Regions from separate parts of the Mus musculus genome. Here region 2 is linked to region 1. A link is a contact called in public Hi-C data. All regions are on one chromosome and are shown on one strand. Each heading gives the region's core, a stretch centred on a gene start, on an enhancer-like site or on the middle of the called end of the contact. The rest is flanking DNA. Distances are from core to core; before and after follow the strand shown.

Region 1 (4,658 bases), core at 563-3,062:
GTGAAAATGAGGTCTTTGGCAGAAATGATCCTGGCTTTCAAAAAAAAGTAATTAGAAAACTATTAGGGGAGGCAGCCAAGGGCACTGAGACATTCAAAGACTCTAAAATACTTAAACCTAGGGACTTTAAGGTTCAGGGTAGGAGTAAAAGTTATACTCAACAGAAATTTAGATATTGAGACAGTAAAAGGTATTGGATTTATTGAGAAAGAAACAGACAATTCTCATCAAAAACACGCTCATGTGTAGAGTCCTTTATTCCTGGATTTACTATAAAGATATGGGAGAGAGCTTGTCGCAGCGAAAGTCATTGGTCAAGAAACACACACAGTCCTAGACTCGCAAAAGTAAATTCCCGCGGTATTTCTTTTCTCCTGGCGCGCTTCCCTGGTGTTTGTCCACATAGCTCAGGCTGAGGCTTTATTGAAAGAAGGATTCACCAGGAGGCTTCAAATGGGAAGCAATTAAACAAAGAGCCCACTGACAGACGCACAGTGTTCAGGATCTTACATCCACTGCACCAAATAAGGAATGACCATGTCTGGGGAGCTGTGTTTTTCTGAGGACTTTTAGACAAGCATTTCCTGCTTTGTTTGGAGACTTAGGAAGAATGGAATGAATGTCCGCTTTGATTCTCACGGGTTGACCTATTTTGACTGTTTTCAGGAAAATAATCTTAGAGTCCTCTTTGAACTTCAACCAAATTGCCTTCTTAAAAAAATGTATTAAGACAACTGACTTCATTTTCTTCCCAGATTATTTTGGAGCTGGTCTGAGAAGAGCATATATGTTTTCTCCAAATTCATTGTGGAAATGGTTTGCTGCGTGTTGTGAAAAGCAAGTTTAGTTTCATTTCCTCTGCCGACTTTTCAACCTGACAGTGCTAAATGGCGAGAATTCTTTGGGATTATGGTGTGTGTTTTGAGAGAGATCCTGGAACAGATGGTTATTTTCAGCCATTTTGTCACTGTGGCAAGATACTGCTGCTGTGTGCAGAAGAGAGAGAGGACCTTTCTTTGAAAAAAAGGAAAAAAAATCACATAAAATTCAGAAGAGAATTCAGTTTCCCATACCAAGTATAGATATTTTACTATTCTCTTCAGAAAGCATGAATTTCAAAACTGTATTTTATATGAGAAAAATAATTCTCCCACTGAGAGATCTCTGGGAAAGACAATTTTTAAATATTGAAACAGGTAGAATGTTTTGCCTTTCCGATTTTTCTGTTACGGAGAATCTGGACTCTTGCACATCTTTCCTTAGCTTCCAGGCCATCGGATTGCACGAGGGCAATATGAAATGCTAATTCCCGCATCAGGAGTTCCATGGATTCCCTGTGTGCTCTGCTCCCAGACCCTGAGAAACACATCCATCAGGCCTTGGTCTGACTGAACACAGGTAGATGGTTTATAGACTGTTAGCCCACACTGCTGCTTTAGATTTGCGGGATTACTCCACAAGAACAAGGCAGGTTCTATTTTTGACATTTCAGCAAAGAGACCACTTGTACACTACGGCCTGAGTTGATTTACTGTAAGAAAATAAGAGTGCTGTAATTTGTAAGACATTTATTACATGAGTCCAATTTTTTTTTTTAAAGAAACGCTCGGTGTCTCTGTCCATCCCATCTGGTTTTATTTTAAACTTGCTCTAGTCACATATGAAATTTTGCTTAGCTGTCTTCATTTTCTTAGTCAATCTTGATTAATGGCCTTCAAAGTAAAAATAATTGGCCTGCATCAGGGTTGTTTTATAACTCTTGTTCGCAAAGAATGTGAGAGGCTGGAAAATGAGCCTAAACAGAAGGAATGCATTACGTTGGTCTTTGAGAAAGAGCAGTCCTTCGCTTGTGTTTCACTGTGTATTTTTATAACAGGCGCCTCCTTGACCGTCCGCGATATTGCAGATATGCAGAGCCAGGACTTATGTATACTTCATCAAATCGGCCATGGCGGCTCAACTTCCCCACACACTACACATGTGAGGCTAGAACGTCCCCAGGCCAGCGTGGTACGGCTGGGAAGCCTGAAAGTTAATCATCTAGCAAGCCCAGTCTGTGAGACCCAGAAGTTAAAGCAGGGCAGGGGGCTAATTGTCACTGAAGTTTAAATGGTTTGTTTATAAAAGACTTCTCCAGCCTGGGCATTCCCCAGCCCCACTTTCCTCAAAAGTGTGTTCAACTTTAAAGGAGTTAAGGGAACCGTGCTCGCCCTATGACCACTGTGGGTTGGGACTCAAGCTCTGTTTCCTTTCAAGATCTTCACTTCTGGGAGAGCCTGACAGTTACAGAAATAAATTTGAGTTCAAACACAGACACACACAGACATAGACAAAAAAACCACATAGACACACACACTCAAGATACACAGACATACAGGCACATAGAGACACAGACAAACATAGAGTCACACGGATAAACACAGAGATACACAGACACAAACAAAGACATACACACAGGCACACACAGAGAAAAACACACAAAGACACAGACACACAGAGAGGAAAAGACAGAGAGAGACACAGAGAAAAGCAGAAAAAGATACCCAAACATAGATACACACAGAGATTCATACATTCACACCAAGACATACATACTACATACATATATACTCACACAGACACACGAATACACACACAAACAGACACATAAAGACATACATATATATAGACACACAGGCATGGATATACAGAGAGACACAGATGAGTTAATCTTTCTAAATAATATGCTATTATATAAATAGATAGTATATGGAGCATAAATAGCAAATCATGTTATCACTAGTGTTAGAAAGTTAACCTAAAAGATTCAACTTCTCAAAAATTCTAATACCAGGTTCAATAACCTAGATTTGTACAAATTTTGAATGTTCTTATATCTGGTGTTTAAAACAAAAACACAATTAAAATTCCTTTAGGTTTCAATTGATGTTAAACATACATCGATTCACAGTAACTTATCCACACCAGCAGGCTCACTGCCCATAGCAGGCAGGCGGCTGTTTGGGCAGTGCTCTGTGAGAGCCATTATTTCCTCTTGTTCAGAGCCCCAGGGCTGGCTGAGCCTTCGGGAGGTGAGGTACAAGATGGAAGGGGTGGAGAGCAGCTCCCTGATGCTGGTAAAAGCTTTTTGACAGTTCTACTAAGTAACTACAGCCGAGGCCTTGATTAAATAGCTATTATGCTCCACATGTTTTCCTAAAAGGAAAATTAAACCCATTCTCAGCAGGAAAGGAAGGATGCGTATGGCACCAGGCTGTGGCACAGGGGAAAATGCTGGACTGAGAACTTAAACCCACAAGGAAACATGAAGTTTCCTGGGCCTCTTCCTCTTCCTCAGGCTTCTACCGCATTGCCTCTTCCTAACCAGTTTCTCCTGTTCCTTCAGTCTCTAATTTCTCTCTTGGCTAATGAGCCAGGGAGTCTTTTTCATGCTTTTCTCCTGCCCTCTCAGCCTGCTGGATTCCAAACTCGAGGCTGGATATGGAGGGTATTGTGTTAGGTATAGTAAGCCAGACCCAGAAAGACAAGCTTCTGTCTTTGCCTCCGTATCCAGTCTAGAGTCGTTCAGAAGTGAAGTTGAGTAAATATTATTGGGAAGAGGAAAAGGAGCAGTGAGGGAGGAAAGGAGAGAGAGGAGACAGTAATAGGAGTGAATGTGTACAGAGTGCATGACATTCAATGTCACAACGAAACCCATTATTTTGTACAATTAATAGACACTAATGTTTTTTAAAGAAATGAGTTTTTTTTTACTGCCTGGGAAGGCAATTCTTCTTCCATGCATCTTACAATAGTTATACTTTCCAGAATAATGACAGAACCATGGACAATGTCCTAGTCTCTCAAGCATCCTACCTTCATTACTCCAGAACATTCACAAATTACCCACATGAATTCATAATCTAGCAGATGCTGCTAATCCGGGTAAGTTTGTTTACTTAGAAATGTATTACTCTAGAGACCTGCGTTTGGTCAGTTCTTATTAGTATATGTCCATGCACCCCATTCAATGTATTATTTCAGTTTATTTTTATAACAGAACCAGCCTCCACAAGACCAAGAGCTTTCCTCCTATTGATGCCAGACAATGCCATCCTCTGCTACATGTGCGGCTGGAGCCATAGGTCTCTCCATGTGTACCGTTTGGTTCGTGGTTTAGTCTCTGGGAGCTCTAGGGGATCTGGTTGGTTGATATTGTTGTTCTTGCTATGGGGTTGCAAACCCCTTCAGCTCCTTCAGTCCTTTCTCAAACTCCTCTATTGGGACCCCGTGCTAAGTCCAATGGTTGACTGCAAGCATCTGCCTCTGTATTTGTCAGGCTCTGGCAGAGCCTCTCAGGAGACATCTATAACAGCCTCCTGTCAGCAATCACTTCTTGGCATCCATGATAATGTTTGGGTTTATCCCTGGGTGAAACAGTCTCTAGATGGTCTTTCCTTCAGTGTCTGCTCCACACTTTGTCCCCATATTTCTTTTAGACAGGAGCCCTTCTGGGTTAAGAATTTGGAGACAAGTGGGTGGCCCCATTCCCCAACCTGGGGGGCCTTGCTTAACCTTTGGATAGGATCTCTTCAGGTTCTCCTTCCCCTTTGTTGGGCATTTCATGAATCCCCAACCCTTGTCCAAGAGTGACACACTGCATTTCTTTTTTTTTTTTT
Region 2 (4,658 bases), core at 739-3,238, 230 kb after region 1:
AAGCTTATTCACCAAGCCTTTCTAGCCCCAATCCCTGCCTCTTTCAGTAACAGTTCTGAGAAAGGATCAACTTCAGCTGTGCAATATGCTGGCCAACATTTTAGAAACGCTGGAACCAATTTATTCCATCTGGAAACTAGTTTCAGCTTTTATTGCCGCAGAATTGAGTCCAAACTAGACCAAATTTCCAAAAGGAGGCCCCTATTCCTCTACTGTCAGGATTTTTCTCTTTTTTAAGGTGCACTCATTTAAAAGATTTAAATGGTAAGCAGCATCCAAAACCTTTGACTGTTGTAGACCAGCTACATCTTCCTAGATAGTTTCTTTTCCATGTTGCTTCTTTCCATGAATGGAAACCAATTCTACCCTTGAGGACTCCAAAAGGCAGAGTTTGCAGAAGTTACTCTGTTCTGTGGTGAGTGTGTATTTTACTCATTGTTTCCCTAATGCCCTGCAGTGGTGACTCAAGCGCTCTCCTAGAACAGCAGAGGATGGATCTCTTTTGCATATACATTAAAATATTAACAGCTACATCTAAATAAAACAGTCGCCCCAAATCTATTTCTACAAACACATCAAAATGATGTAATGTTGAACATTTTCAACAGCCTCATGCATAAGAGTTCTTTGTTTCAGTCCATCTGCTCCTGATTAAACATTTTATATTTCCATTGTGATTAATTATGCTATTTATATACTTGAAAATGATTTGTTTGGAAAGGTATAGGCTAGTGTAAGCCTCTCGTTTCTGAGAATGACAGCCCTTCAAAAAGTAGAGCGGCACTGTGCACTCAGGAAATTCACCATCTGCTTCCTTATGCTCTTAGAACATATTACAAACCTATAGCAGAACAGAATTGAGGGAAAACCGAGTCTAAATAATGCTAATGGCATTCATTTGAGATGTTCAAAAATGTATCCATTTTTAATTAAGCCAAGATACTCTCTAGTCCCCAAAGAACATTGGACTGCTTCATTGTTTGTTATCTGCACTCAGATTTAGAGTTAAATCGTCAAATGGCTGGACATTTTCCACCTGGTCTAGACAGCTCCCTTAACTCATTCTAGTCAATCTAGATTGAGTATACCAGGACTTAGCCCAGACCAAAGGACTCTTCACCAGACTTGAGCACACCTTAATCCCATAAAGAGAACAGGATTAACATAATAATAAATATAATTGAGAAAAATGCTCTAAACAGAGTGCACTGGAGCCTTGAGGTGGCTCAGTAAGATGGTCATTTCCACCAAACCTGATAGGAGCTCAATAGTGAGCTGAATGCAGGCCCCAGAACTCCCATGGTAAAAGAAGAGCATGAGTTCCTGCGAGTTGTCTCGGTTGCATGCACCCACAAACATGTAGGCATGCACTTGAGTAATAAATACATAAAAGGTAAGTACGTAAATACGTAAGTAAGTAAAGTAAAAAAGTAAGAAAACTTGTTTCAATGATTATTTCCAACAGGGATGTTTGTTGATAGCAACAGACTATGTCCCTATAATTTCGCATTTTTACATGATCAAACTTGTATCTGAAACCAAGAATAACCTGTTATTCAGCCTGACCAATCTGCTTTTAGTCAAATTTGATTTTCGTAGCAAATCTAAACAGAACTGCCCTCACATGAAAATAAATGTATGCCAAACACTAGATGGTGATTTTTTTTTGTTTTTTTTGTTTTGTTTTGTTAATGTGCATTATCTATTTCCAACAAGAACAGACACTATCAAGCTGTCTGCTGGAAGGCTATTCACAAAAGTAGCCAACGTGACTTGCTTTCTTCTGCCTCTTGTTTTTCCTAATCAGTGCCCACTCATTAACACACCCACGTGCTTTCGGGCTTTGTGCCCTGCACACCATTTCTTTGCTCTGAGTGTCTCTGACTGCCTTCCCTCTTCTGTTTTCTTCATCCCAACTGAGAACTGTGCTATGACTCCTGGCATCTCTATTAAGGAGTGAGCCACATGGAAGTGATTAGCATTGCAACTGCAAAAACTGAAAGCACTCCCTTGCACACTATGGAAAGGAAACATGTCATGTAGCAAACAGGTTCCTGTGGTGGGGTTTGCAGCCAGGAAGACAAACTATTGGCTGAGATCTCAGTTTTCTTGTTATCACTGTAGATCAAAAAGATGTGATCATCCCTTCTGATAGCCTCCCCGCTTTGGTAAACAGCCTCTGAGTGAGTTCATTAAATATTTAAACAGCCCTGGTATCTATTAATGTTATCAGACACATGAAATATGTCTGATGGATTTATTCTGCCGTTAAGGAACCAGACCCCAGTGTCCCTCCTGGGAGTGAGCTCCAGCTGTTTAAACTATAATTCCATCACTAGGAGGCATGGTGAAAGCACTGACCTCTTAGAAACGGACGGCTTGCTACTCAGCCTGGAAATTGCAAATGAAACCTTTCTGTAATAATGTTAAAATATGCACGCATAGGAATTAAAGCACTTGGGGTCACCAGCAAAGCCTGATGTGTTTTCGGTAACCTCTAAACAGCTGGCAGAAAGAATCCTATAAATCAATGCTTGGAAGATTAGCAATCAGGGGATATATAAGTCTTTTTGGGTTCAGTAGCTCCTCCGCCATAGCTGAAAGAATCTGAATCAATCCTTTGAATCTTTTGTGTCCTTTTAAAATACCATTATTTTTGATTCTGTTTCTCAGGATGAAGATTTATGCTGATACTGTACTTCTTACTTACATTCATAAAATCAACATAATAAAATGTTACGCATGAAGGCCTTCCATCTTTAAGGTAATTTGTAATCCCCCCTTTTGACATTTGAAGCTCATAAGGAAACAACTTTGGCAAGTGAGATAAAGAGTGTCTTCTTAAACCTCCTACATAGGACTAAGACATGTTTTAGTTCGCTGGTGATAGATCATCCATAGCCCTGAGAATTGTTTATACCAACCTAAATTGATATGAAATTCCTTGAGTGGCTTACAAGACATAAAACTAGATGTTTCCATTTCCTAGACATGTTAAGCTTCCTGGCTATGAATGGGAAGAGCTGGACTCGTCGTAGTAGGAAATGTATTATTCTTTCTGAAGTCATCAAACAAGTGGGAGCCTCACAGCCTGAAACACAAACTAACTTTGAGTATCTTTCCAAGTATCACATACATTACCATGGTTTCTAATTGATAACAGACTGACTGTCAAAAGATGAAGATCTAGGTGATATAACACCTATGTTAAATGACAGAACAAAGACCCCCAACAGATCAGCTATGATAACAATGACCTAAATATAATATGATAGTAATGAGAATCAGGGCACAATCCTGGATTTTATTATTTAAAGAAAATTATATATGAAAATGTGGCAAGGAAAAAATAAAGATAGTAAATAATAGAAAACATTTCCCAGTGACACTTGGGGAGTCATGGTTTCACCATGACCTTTGCATATCCTTGAGATTCACCAACACTAAAATTCCAGTGTCTGTCCAGGCTGGAACAAAAGGTCTGCCTTTTGCTTCTCTGCTCTATATATTGGAATAAAATGAAAATAAGGGAGATGATCTATAATGCAGCAAGCAATGGAGAGGTCAAACTGAATTCCCTTGGTTGCAAGTACAAATGTCTTCTACAGTTATGGTGGGCTAGCCTGGACAGGCATAACTGACACAAATCACTCTTTATTTCTAGATACAGAGTAATTGTATCTTATGAGACCCCAGTTATACCAAAGAGTTGAGAGTCAATAGGATATCGAACAAACAACTCTAATAATACACAAGAGAGGGAATGTGACAGAACTCTGCTATGAGTAAAATAAACAGGTCTTAATTGGCTTCAAGTTTATTACGAGTCAACTCTGAAAAGTCTGCCATAAGGGCTAATATAATCTGATTTTTATTGACCCCCATAGAAACCAGTCCAATGTGGATGACAATCCTGCCTTCCTAATGCATTAATCACACTAAACTCAGAATTTCATTGTCTGTGTAATCTATTGCCCTTTATAAAGGATGGAGCATGTCACAAAGAAGGGAAAAGAGACCCACAGTGCTGTTGAGTGATCAATGACAACATACAGGAAATGCTTGGTACATGAATCCAATTAGATTTGAAATAGGTGCTGCAATTGTGGAGAAGGGATTGGATTTCAACTGTGTGGTGTTAATAATATAATTAGAATATTTGGTGAATGTTATAATGAATAAGTTACAAAGTTACACCTGAGCATATAGAAACACTTACTAATAAGCATAGCCCTCTGAAGAGTGATAGAAGTCTGAGTTCTCTAACACTAGACAGATTACAAAATTATTTGGCAGAAATTCATATACCTGCAAAGTCAATGACTCTAGACTCTTTTAAGGGATATTTCAGAATGAGTGAATGGCAATTTCTTTAAAAGGAAGTGATGCTAAGAGGTTTCCAGGACAGTCCTTCTAAAGAAGTAATGCCCACTCTTTCTATGATAGCCATATATCCATATGCATCATATGTATATGGCAAGTATAATGTGTATATGTGTTTGTGTGTGTGAGTGTGCGTGGCAAAAAGATACTGCAACAAAATTCATCAAATCCAGTTCAGTGTCCACATTTAAAGGACAAAACTCTAAGCAATTAAAAGACTATTTGAATTTCAGTAGAGCTCTGAGAAAATAGGAGTTATTAACCCAGTACCTATT

The links. A called contact is a pair of places that touch in the nucleus more often than the background predicts.
Region 2: a contact with region 1 is called in a Hi-C map of uterus, with 4 times the contacts expected there. The contact joins two enhancer-like sites. A contact is called at or near these places in 4 of 484 Hi-C or Micro-C datasets (cranial neural crest and uterus).

The regions. Positions count from the first base shown.
Region 1 is chr4:13,240,424-13,245,081 of GRCm38.p6, forward strand. No RefSeq gene overlaps it. Among named protein-coding and RNA genes, the nearest start is that of Gm46880, 40 kb to the right of the region's middle. Within about 2 kb of position 1,813, at least 54 of the 459 cell types and tissues checked have an H3K27ac peak or open chromatin away from gene starts, as enhancers often do. A contact at or near this core is called in uterus, where this site is marked.
Region 2 is chr4:13,467,308-13,471,965 of GRCm38.p6, forward strand. No RefSeq gene overlaps it. Among named protein-coding and RNA genes, the nearest start is that of Gm46881, 50 kb to the right of the region's middle. Within about 2 kb of position 1,989, at least 17 of the 459 cell types and tissues checked have an H3K27ac peak or open chromatin away from gene starts, as enhancers often do. A contact at or near this core is called in uterus, where this site is marked.